Regions from separate parts of the Mus musculus genome. Here all the other regions are linked to region 3. A link is a contact called in public promoter capture Hi-C data. All regions are on one chromosome and are shown on one strand. Each heading gives the region's core, a stretch centred on a gene start, on an enhancer-like site or on the middle of the called end of the contact. The rest is flanking DNA. Distances are from core to core; before and after follow the strand shown. Region 1 has its middle 24 kb from the start of Gm41188. Region 2 holds the start of Nefm (neurofilament, medium polypeptide). Region 3 holds the start of Ebf2 (early B cell factor 2). Region 4 holds the start of Nefl (neurofilament, light polypeptide).

Region 1 (2,700 bases), core at 188-2,687, 740 kb before region 3:
ACCAATCCTGACAACCTAGAGAAGAAACAGAGGGGGCGATGGTTTCTTTGCTGTAGATTCATCCACTCTGACTTCTTAGAGCAGCCCCAAATCAGGTCCCCTTTAGCCAAGCTGAGGGCTGCACATTTGTTTAGAAGAACTTACAGGTATCAAAGAAAGGTCTGAAATTTCCTCAATTTTAGCCATTTCCATCTCTGAGCTTAGGGTTTTTTGGTTTTTGTTTTTGTTTTTGTTTTTGTTTTTTTTGTTTTTTACCATTCTCTAAAGTGTCACTTAATAAAATGTGAGAAAATTATGTCTAAAAAATAATTAATTAATGAGAAATTTCTCTTCTAGAAGGAAATTAAATGAATAACAAGAGGGGTTTTTTTTTAATTAGGTTTTGAATGGTTTTAATTTCTTAACAGCAACTACAGAGAAAATCACCAGTGTTACAATGTGTGATTTCTGATGATGAGGATGATGATAATGGAAACTTTATTTGCAATCTTATTCAGGGAGAAGGTTAACAAGCACTTTACCAGAGTGTGGGCTGAGAATTATGAAATTCCATTTACTCAAAATGATAAAAAGTGTTGCCATGGTCACAGCAGGAAAGTTCTGGCTCATTTGAAATGTATCAAAGCTGTGATTATCTGATAAAAAGGAGGCAACTTTGTTCTATAGTGAATTAATTTTCTGGGAAAACTGTACAGGATGAAGGAAAATCAGATATGCTGAGTCATTCTTTATATGCTGAGTCATTCTTTATCAAGCCTGCATGCTGAGACCACCTGGGAAAAATACTGAACCTGAGTCCCTTTTCCAGGGACCCCGGTTTACTTCACCTATGGAACTTGTGCTCTGAGAAACAGAGTTCCTAAGCAAGGTGATTCCAATGAGCCCCAAGCAGGAAAAGCTAACTTCAGAGGCTCATACATGCCTCTGCAAGGGTGAAGCATTTTTAAAAATGATGTGTGTGTGCAAGCATCCGTGGTCATGTGTGTGCATGTGCACACACGAGTGCAGGAACTGCTCTTGGATCCTCAGCAAAAGCAGCCTGTGCTCTTAGCTACTACTGAACCACCTCTCACGCCCTCCAGTAAGGCGTTATTACACTGTCTCTGTCTTCAGACACACCAGAAGAGGACATCAGATCCCATTATAGATGGTTGTGAGCCACCATGTGGTTGCTGGGAATTGAACTCAGGACCCCTGGAAGAGCAGTCAGTGCTCTTAATCACTGAGCCATCTCTCCAGGCCCCACCAATAAAGCTTTTAATCACAGGTTTGTAATGCAAATTTTATGAAGGCTTTGTTAGACGTAATTGTATAGGTATGTCTATAGAAAAGTGAAAAATCACAATAGGGAAAAAATATAGACAGATGTGGGTCTGGGTTCCACCCTGCTGTTGGGGTGTGGGCATAGCCTCAAGGAAGGCAAAACTGGGGAATCTTATCCCACCCCGTTTATCCTACCCTGCTGCTGTTGAGTGCTGGGCTTTAGCAAAGCACCCGGAGCACCACTCCAGGAAAATACAATCCGAGATGCTTTGTGTGTGTGTGGGGGGGGGGGGCTGAGGGGGAGTGATTCCCAGATTCCCAGACACCCAGTTACCCATGACGTGCTGCACAGAGGAATCAAGAGCAAAGGATTGGGGGTCCACAGGCCCATGAAGAGGCTGGGACCCTTGGGCTGAAGGCTGAGGGCTGCATCTGGGGCTGGGGGATATGATAGCTCCAGCTTAGCTCATTGGTGATTGTCCTTAGCTTGGCAAGGTTGTCTGGGAGCACAAAGAGGCCTTCTATGGTAGATTTGGGCTGCTACTCTGTAGGCAAAGGCCGAAAGAGACAGTCCTTGGTTCCAAGCTGTTTATCGGTTGTTCATCGTGGAAAATGGATGCGTACCAACTTCTCAGGATGGACCCAAGATTAAATACCTTTTGCTGGGAGGAATGTCCAGGAAGGGGAGCCTATTGGCTAAACCCTCAGGGCCTCTAGGTACCTCATTAGCATGGGGAGTGTGGCACACGTTTCCTGCTATGAATCTAGGAGAGAGCAGGGAGGCACTTACAGTCTCAGGTGGGTACCGAGTTTCTAGGGTCTCGAACCCATTCTTCTACCTTCTACCGTCTCAGGTGTGTACCGAGTCTCAAGGGTCTCAGAACTGCTCTACCTTGCCAACTTTCCTGGCACGGTCCATTGTCCCACAAACAGAGTCTAGAAATAGAGCGTCTATTAGAAAAACAATACTGCATGCCATCTTAACATAAAATTATTATACTTTATGTATTCCATAGCATCTGTTAGAGTAGCATATTAATGAAATAATAGACATATAGAAGAATTATAAAAGAAAATATAATCCAAACGTTTACAAAGATTTCATTCAAATAAACTTCATCAGAATTGCATTAGTATGTAATACAAATAAAATTTTTGTCTCTGGAGAACATCCAGTGTTTGGATATTTAAGTGACTTTTCCCTGGAAAGTCAGGCTGTGGGTACCACACATGGGTCTGTTCAGTGGAGGCTACAGATTTGTCTACCAGTCAACCATAATTATCTGGCTTCATTGCAGTTCATGAAGTCACTCTATGGATCAGATGGCAGCAATGTCTCCAGGATGAAGAGAGCAAGGACAAGCTGGGCTTCTGCTGAACTGCGCCTAGCAGAAGTTTTGTAAAATTCTCAAAGAACAGAACACATAGAAGCTAGTT
Region 2 (2,700 bases), core at 196-2,695, 890 kb before region 3:
ACTCTGAATCTTCCCAAACTGTAATCCAAAATAGAAGGACATTTTCAGTTCAAATATACAGTCAAAGGAAACCCCTGTAGAATGTTTGTTTAAATAAGCATGCTTAAGGGATGGTGGGTCCAAATCGGTCATCAAAATCAACATAAGGAAATAGGTTGCGTTTTTAAATGGGGGCAGAGGGACCACCTGGCTTATTCAAGACTGAGATGAGGCTGTCCAGTTACCTTTCAATTAATTTAAAACTAATTCAGTTGCCCTGTCGGTTGTAACAGTACACGTAAGTAGTACCCAGACAGAAAGATGACTATGCAGTTTTCAAACTTAACATACACACTATCTCCCTGGGTTTTTTTTTTTTTTTCATCTCGGATTTCCCCTTCCCGGTGAGTAGTTGACCTTCAAATTTCAGGCCTTGTGTCTCCTCCTTCCCTAACATCCCTCACTTATTGGTAAAGTCAAACTGGGTTTCAAGTCTCTATTTTCCTTAACTGAGTTGAATGGCTTTTAGTTGATTTCAAAATCTGCAGTCTGTTCATTGTGCCAACTCTGCACTGTCTTAGTGTGGGATTTCCAGCTTGTTCCCTACAAACAAACAGCCCCTACAAACAGGTTTAATAGTATTCACTGGAGGAGATGAGCCAGAAGTGACCCTCCTCTGGACTCTGGTAGGCTGCGAACCCAGCAGAATCCCATGGGCACGCCTGGGCGCTGTCCTTGGTGCTGCCGGATCCTTGGGCGTCACAGCGCCTTACCTGCTGGAAGCTGCAGTCGTCCCCCAACAGTTAAGCAGACTGGAGTGCCACTTTCCACTTTTAACACAAATGACTACCCCGGCCTGTCTTCTTTGTCCCCTTTCCGGAGGTTTCCGGCGGGCCATTCCTCAAAAACTCTCTCTTTTTTTTCTTCTGCATAACTCTCAGCTCATCTCTTGCTGCTTTAAGACGAGGAGTGGGGGGGGGGGGAGACAAGAAAGACAAGGATGGATGGGGGAACAAAAAGAGAGTTGGGGGTTAAGGGGTGAAAGTCGAGGCTGCAAAGAAAAAAAGTCCCAGGGGAAAGGGCTTCAAGGGAAATGCCGGATGAAGAAAAAAAAAAAAAAGTAGAGGGAGAAGGGCCTCGTGGAGAGGTGGGAGGGGTGTGTGTGATAAAGAACAGCGGACCCTACGGCCAAAAGTAAGGAAGAAAGAGACTAAGAGGTAGGGGGCCAGACGAAAGTCAGGAAGCCAGAGAAGAGCTGCTCAGAGGGCCGAGAGTGGCGAGACAAAGAAAGGGCGCTGGGAAAGGGCACTTGCGCCAAAGCTGTGAACTGCAAACTGCTGGTGAAAAAGCAGAGAAGGGCAAGCTACCGGGTGACAAGAGGTCTGGAACTCAAGGGGACGCTAGGAAAAGGCCGGCCCGGCGACACCCAAGTGTGGGGTCCAGTGTGGTGCGGGCCCACGTGGAGCGGCCGCTGAATCACCGCAAGGCTTGTCTCCCCCTTCCCCCCACCCCCGGCCCGGTACCCGCAGTCCCCGCCTCCTCGGCCGCCGCCTCCACGGGGCGGGGCCCTGGCCCGGGACCAGCTGCTCCGCTATAAAGGGGCTGCGGCGAGGCCGGCAGAACGCTGTGACAGCCACACACCCCAAGGCCTCCAAGATGAGCTACACGCTGGACTCGCTGGGCAACCCGTCCGCCTACCGGCGGGTCACCGAGACCCGCTCCAGCTTCAGCCGCGTGAGCGGTTCCCCGTCCAGCGGCTTCCGCTCGCAGTCCTGGTCCCGCGGCTCGCCCAGCACCGTGTCCTCCTCCTACAAGCGCAGCGCGCTCGCCCCGCGTCTCGCCTACAGCTCGGCTATGCTCAGCTCGGCCGAGAGCAGCCTCGACTTCAGCCAGTCCTCGTCGCTGCTCAACGGCGGCTCCGGCGGCGACTACAAACTGTCCCGCTCTAACGAGAAAGAGCAGCTGCAGGGGCTGAACGACCGCTTCGCCGGCTACATCGAGAAAGTGCACTACTTGGAACAACAGAACAAGGAGATCGAAGCAGAGATCCAGGCACTGCGGCAGAAGCAGGCCTCGCACGCCCAGCTGGGTGATGCTTACGACCAGGAGATCCGAGAGCTGCGCGCCACCCTCGAGATGGTGAACCACGAGAAGGCTCAAGTGCAGCTGGACTCCGATCACTTGGAGGAAGACATCCACCGGCTCAAGGAGCGCTTCGAGGAGGAGGCGCGGCTGCGGGACGACACCGAGGCTGCCATTCGCGCGCTGCGCAAAGACATCGAAGAGTCGTCGATGGTTAAGGTGGAGCTGGACAAGAAGGTGCAGTCGCTGCAGGATGAGGTGGCTTTCCTGCGGAGCAATCACGAAGAGGAGGTGGCCGACCTGCTGGCTCAGATCCAGGCGTCGCACATCACGGTAGAGCGCAAAGATTACCTGAAGACAGACATCTCCACGGCGCTGAAGGAGATCCGCTCCCAGCTCGAGTGTCACTCAGACCAGAACATGCACCAGGCCGAAGAGTGGTTCAAATGCCGCTACGCCAAGCTCACCGAGGCGGCCGAGCAGAACAAGGAGGCCATTCGCTCTGCCAAGGAAGAGATCGCCGAGTACCGGCGCCAGCTGCAGTCCAAGAGCATCGAGCTCGAGTCGGTGCGAGGCACTAAGGAGTCCCTGGAGCGGCAGCTCAGCGACATCGAGGAGCGCCACAACCACGACCTCAGC
Region 3 (2,700 bases), core at 72-2,571:
TTTGGAAACAAAATCAACTTGAGGAACCCGCAAAACTGGAGGGTGCTCTTCTCTGCGGCTCCATTTTCTCCTCTTCCCCGACTACTCCTGTGCTTCGGTCCATCCTCGGCCTCTTCGGTTTGTCTGTCCCACTCTCCCTCACCCAGGACTCGCTTGCATGTCCCCTTTCCTAGAGCTCCCGGCCGCCTTGCTTTCCTTGCAGCCCCTCAGGCCTCTCCGGATCCTCTCGCCGCCGCCACCATCTGGCCGCTGGGCTCCCCGAGTCTCCAAGCCATCCTGAATGATGCTGGAGGAGAGGCGCTCGCAGGAAGCGTGGGGGAACCTAGGAGTGACCGGAAAGCCGGCTCTGCCGCTGCGCCGGCTGCCAGCTCGGATCTTCACGCGCCACTCCGCTAGAGTCCAAGAGTAAACGCCACGATGTGAGCTTGAACGCTACTTTTAATAAATTTTTTTTGTCCTCAAAGAACGGACTGTGGGGAGAAACACCCGTGACCTCGGTAGTTCAGAAACTACAGTGTCGACTGCGGGAAAAGGGTTCCCCTAGTCGCAGCGACCTGCCCGCCCAGGGAGAGCCCCAGTGCGCACAGCCAGGGAGGAGAGACAAGGACAGAGAGAAAGAGAGGGAGCAAAGGGAAGAGATATTCGGGGAGACAGACACAACCAGAGACTTTCAGAGCACAACGGCTCCAGTCTCATTACCTCTGAGCCGCGACATTGGCGTCCACCACGCCGACATTCCGGACCCAGGACCTGACCGAATCCATCTCGGCACCCAGCGACTTGTCTTTCAGAGCTGGTCCTCTTCCTAGCGTATCTTGAATCCCAAACATTTAAAAAGTCTGGTCCTCTACTGTCGCCTTAAAAGTGACTTTACAACAACACCGTCCTCACTCTCCAATGCTGCCAGCAAATGGTGTTCTCCAAAAGCAATCCGAGAAAGGCGGCAAGGGCCGAAGTTTGGGGGCCCTCTTGGAAAGAAATAGCCAGCCCGTTCCTCCACGCACAATGCAAAGTTTGCGTTTTTTATCCTCGGTGGCTTCAGATCTGCCGCCTCGGGGCTTCCACTCTAGGTCGCCCGCATCCTTCCAGCTGCAGAACGTTCTCCAGAAAGTGGCCACAATTTGGAAGCATCACCTGTTCTGGGAAAAACAGGAGGAGATAGATAGCTGCCTGATCTCTCCCCTTCCTCCTTGTTCCCCCCTCCCTGCTCCTCCCCACCGTTCCGATATAGGAAAAAAAAAAAAAATCCCCAACAGGATCAGTTGTAAGAGGAAGGGGAAGACCCGGAGCGGGGAGGAGGCGGTGGCTGAGAGCGCCGCAGAGCCGGGCTGCTGCAGCGCGCGGGCCCCATGAATGGTTACTACAACCCAGGCCGCGGGAGGCGGAGCCGAGGCCCGATAAGGAGCCTCATTTGCATGGACGCCCGGGATTGGCCGGCTCTGGGCAAGCTGGGCGGACGTCCTCCCGCGGCGTTAGCCAAGCTTTGCTTTGCCCGAAGTCCGGGAGGTGAAAGGCTACAGCAAGCCACAAGCACCGAGTCCCGACCAGAGTCCCGAGTGTTTGGCCTGAGTGGGAAAGGGGGTCCCCAAATCCTGCACCAAAACAGAGTAGCAGGACTCTGAGAGTTAGGATCATGATGGTTCTTTCCGATCGCGGGAGCAGGAAGCCAGCGCGGATTTGCCTCTAGATGCAGGTTTTTTGTCGCCTGCGGGAGACCCTACAGATTCATTCCCGGGGTTTGGACCTGTGACCACCTGTATTTATGCTTTTCGCAAACACTACCCTCAGGGCATCCGTCTTTCTGAACCGGTCTACCAAGTCTCAGAGAGTTCCAGGGAAGCAATCATTTCGTGCGAAGGCCACAAGTGTTAGAAGGAGAGGCGAGATGAAGGAAGGAGAGAGCGGAGTGTGGACGAATGAGGCTCAAGTGCAGTTTAAATAAATATACTGTGAAGGGAAATGGTGAAGGAGTTAAGGAAAACAGCCCCGGGAGGGCGGGAGTACGCACCTTTGCAGATAGGAGAGGTTGCTGACAGCTTGGCTGGCTGAGAACTGCGGGATGAAGTTTCGAATCCTCCCCCCTTTTAAAATCTCCCTCCCCAATCCCTGAAGGCCGGGGAACCCTGCGTTAGAGACACGAGGCGTCTGTGAAGAAGTCCTGGAAACTTTGTCCGCCGAGCGCTGTGGTCGCGAAGGTTGGTGGTCGGGAAGCCGAGGCTCCACAAAATAGCTGAAACCCTAGACGGCTGGAGGTGCCTATTAAAAAAAAATCCTCCTGGCTGGGTGTTATTTTCTTGCTTCTCTTTTTGTATTCTGATCTGCGCGTAGATCTGCTGTTGAAATCTAGAACGCCAGCGCGAAAACAGATTTGAAGACAATGAATGCAAATCTGTGCTCAAAGACCATCTGCCGTGGAGCAGACAATCAGCTGCGCCGCGGTTCGAGCGACTGCACCCGAGCCTCTCAGCATCATTACAGTCGGGAGTCTTTCCTCCCGGCTCAGGGCTCAGGTTTGAGTGTCAATTGACTCCTGACCGGACCCCCTAGCTGTAGGTGAGCGCTCACAGACGAGCTGCGAGAGTTCGCCGCTAGAGGACACAGCGCCTGGGGTGCACGTTTGCCCGGCGAGCGAAAAGGAAGCTTGCGCTTTCAGAGACTGCTTGAGTCTCCATTGAAGGGGACCTGAGCACGTCACTTCAC
Region 4 (2,700 bases), core at 129-2,628, 850 kb before region 3:
AACAACCCTGATTCAACCAGAACAAGCAATCCCCAGGCAGCAGTCGCGCCCCGCCCCCTCCAAATGCCCCATCCTTTCCACAACCTCTCGGAAGCCAAGCCCTCTGATAGCTGCTCTGTGCTCTAGAACCCCCTAGCGTTCACTCTCTGGGTACACCCTGACTCCCCCCCCCCCCGCCGCCGCCCCTACCGTGGACCTCCCCACCCCCACTGAGCTTAAACCGTACTATACCTGCATGGCGCTAATGTCTGCATTCTGCTTGTCCTCTAGCTCCTGCAGCTGCTTCTCCAGAGCTTCGTTCATACCCCGGCAGGCTTCGATCTCCAGGGTCTTAGCCTTGAGCAGGCGGCGGCTTTCCGACACCTCGTCCTTGGCAGCGCGCACAGCGTCGGTGTTCTTGGCGGCGCTCTCGGTTAGCACGGTGAAGCGGCTCTTGAACCACTCTTCGGCGTTCTGCATGTTCTTGGCGGCCAGCTTCTCGTACTGAGCGCGGATGTCCTTGAGAGCGGCGGAGAGGTCGGGCTTGGAGGACACGTCCATCTCCACGGAGATCTGAGCATACTGGATCTGAGCCTGCAGCTCGGCGATCTCTTCCTCGTGCACCTTCTTCAGGAAAGCTATCTCGTCCATCAGGCTGTCGATGCGCTTCTCCAGCTCGGCGCGGGCGAGCGCGGCCTCATCCGCACCTTTGCGCGCTTCCATCAGCCGGCCCTCGGCGTCCTCGCGGCTCAGCACTTCTTCCTCATAGCGAGCCTGCAGGTTGCGCAGAGTCTCCTCCAGCCCCTCGCGCTCGCCCTGCAGCGCCTGCTTCTCGTTAGTGGCGTCTTCCGCTGCCAGCCGCAGATCGCGGATCTCCTGCTCGTACAGGGCGCGGAAGCGGGAAGGCTCAGAGTGTTTCTGGCGCAGCACCAACAGCTCGGCTTCCAGGACCTTGTTCTGCTGCTCCAGCTCGTGCACGCGCTCGATGAAGCTGGCGAAGCGATCGTTGAGGTCCTGCAGCTGTGCCTTCTCTTGTGTGCGGATAGACTTGAGGTCGTTGCTGATGGCGGCTACCTGGCTCAGATCGAGATTCTCCAGGCTGGGCATCAAAGAGCCAGAGCTGGACGAGTAGCTGCGGCGCACGGACAGCGAGGAGGAGACCGGCGCGGAGTAGCTGGAGTACGCGGAGCGCGCCGTGCTGTAGCCGCTGCGCACGCTGGAGATGTGCACCCGGGGCGTCTCCACATAGCGCCGCTTGTAGGAGGTCGAAAAGTACGGATCGTAGCCGAACGAACTCATGGTGGCGGCCGGTGCGCCCCTCAGGCCCGGGGCGGAGATGGGGGACCTAGAGAGAAGAACGGGGGAGAAGAGGGAAAGGGGAGGATGGATGGCTGTGTGCGGCTCGGCGCGGTCCTGCCACCTCTATTTATACGCCGGGACTCTGACGCAGACTGTGATCGATCGCCGTGCGCAGGCCAGTGGGGGCAGCGCGTTGCTGCAGCCAAGGGGAGGATTCTGCGCAAAAGCAAAGGCGGGGGCGAACGACAGAAGGCTAGCGAGCTGCGGCTCCAGCCTGGCCGCTTTTCTATGAGGACCCCTACTTTCTCTGAGACCCCCATAACTTCCCTGCTTATTCTTTTCCTTTCCTATTCCCCCGTCCCATCCTGCCTCTTAATACCTAAAGCCCACATCACTAGGACTCTTAAATGTTCCAAATAAAAAGGTTCGCGATCCCTACTGACACATCAACTTTTAACATCCAATGTCACAAAGACACCTTCACCCCACCCCACCCCACCCCACCCCACTCCCAGCTTTCCCTTTTTGCCTCAGGGACCCTCTCAAGCACCCTGATTCGTGTTTAAGCAGCACGTTTGGGTTGCTGACAATAGCTAATGTTCTTGCGGCATTACTGCAGGAAAAGTTTTGCATGTCTTTGTAGCTATTTTCTGACGTTTTCTTAAATTCGCCCCACTTTCTCCTGCCTCCTTTTATTTTTATTTCTATTTCTTTCCGTATTACTCTTCTTCTCAATACATAGGGAAATTGCACCACTACACACCATTGGAACCGCAGGACAGCGGGTGTTCATTTTGGCATTTTAAAACCTTTACAGCAGTTAATTTGTCTGACACCTTTCATAGAATTTCCCCTTTCTTTGTGAGAAATGTAGTCGGGAATGCTTAGGAGGGGTTGGAACCAGCCAGGTAAAGATTTGCAAGGCAAAAGACGGGCGCGCTCGGCCGCGGGAGAACTTCAGGGTGCCTTTATCCTCACTGAGCTATTCATACTTCCAACGCCTCAAAAGCCTCTTCTCCTCTTTTTAACACCTGTGTGGTACCCCAACCTGATGGTTTCAACAAGCCATGAAGGTAGATGGGGAGAGAGAGAGAGAGAGAGAGAGAGAGAGAGAGAGAGAGAGAGAGACTGCTGCAAAGGGCTACCCGCTCTGGGTGTGGTCTTCAGGAAGAGAACGCTGCATGGAGCCTGCTGAAATTCACAGATAATAGATACACTTAGGAACCTATGGGCTTCCTTCAGGGAGCACCCAGATACCAGAGTGGGCACGCCAAACGCACGTGGGTGCAACATTTTCATACTCGCGTTGTGAGCGCCTGCAGTTCCGAAGAGATACTGCAGATTTGTAAGAAATAACTAAAACCTTTAAGCAAGCATTTGGCGTTTTGTTTAATTTGTTCAATGTATCGCTGGCTTGCTGAT

Evidence for each region. Promoter capture Hi-C pulls out the DNA fragments that hold promoters and counts their contacts.
Region 1: a contact with region 3 is called in a promoter capture Hi-C map of embryonic stem cells, with 4 times the contacts expected there. The contact joins the enhancer-like site here to the promoter of Ebf2 in region 3. A contact is called at or near these places in 3 of 39 promoter capture datasets (cranial neural crest, embryonic stem cells and liver), 2 of 115 datasets of contacts at active chromatin or transcription factors (astrocytes and embryonic stem cells) and 1 of 9 other capture datasets (embryonic stem cells).
Region 2: a promoter capture Hi-C map of embryonic stem cells shows a contact between it and region 3, with 2.5 times the contacts expected there. The contact joins the promoter of Nefm here to the promoter of Ebf2 in region 3. A contact is called at or near these places in 2 of 39 promoter capture datasets (embryonic stem cells and frontonasal cranial neural crest), 1 of 484 Hi-C or Micro-C datasets (B cells), 1 of 115 datasets of contacts at active chromatin or transcription factors (embryonic stem cells) and 2 of 9 other capture datasets (embryonic stem cells and liver).
Region 4: a promoter capture Hi-C map of embryonic stem cells shows a contact between it and region 3, with 4 times the contacts expected there. The contact joins the promoter of Nefl here to the promoter of Ebf2 in region 3. A contact is called at or near these places in 10 of 39 promoter capture datasets (the HPC-7 cell line, cranial neural crest, embryonic stem cells and 4 more), 5 of 484 Hi-C or Micro-C datasets (B cells and embryonic stem cells) and 4 of 115 datasets of contacts at active chromatin or transcription factors (astrocytes and embryonic stem cells).

What each region holds. Positions count from the first base shown.
Region 1 is chr14:67,971,093-67,973,792 of GRCm38.p6, reverse strand. No RefSeq gene overlaps it. Among named protein-coding and RNA genes, the nearest start is that of Gm41188, 24 kb to the right of the region's middle. Within about 2 kb of position 1,437, at least 16 of the 459 cell types and tissues checked have an H3K27ac peak or open chromatin away from gene starts, as enhancers often do. A contact at or near this core is called in embryonic stem cells, where this site is marked.
Region 2 is chr14:68,123,749-68,126,448 of GRCm38.p6, reverse strand. It overlaps Nefm (neurofilament, medium polypeptide), which reads left to right and starts at 1,445. Exons shown (of 3, transcript NM_008691.2): 1 at 1,445-2,700. The coding sequence starts at 1,636. A230070E04Rik (RIKEN cDNA A230070E04 gene) reads right to left here and starts at 2,697. Exons shown (of 3, transcript NR_045897.1): 1 at 1,621-2,697; 2 at 753-931.
Region 3 is chr14:67,233,265-67,235,964 of GRCm38.p6, reverse strand. Ebf2 (early B cell factor 2) reads right to left here and starts at 1,321. Exons shown (of 16, transcript NM_001360202.1): 1 at 700-1,321. The coding sequence starts at 830.
Region 4 is chr14:68,082,541-68,085,240 of GRCm38.p6, reverse strand. It overlaps Nefl (neurofilament, light polypeptide), which reads right to left and starts at 1,378. Exons shown (of 4, transcript NM_010910.2): 1 at 232-1,378. The coding sequence starts at 1,278.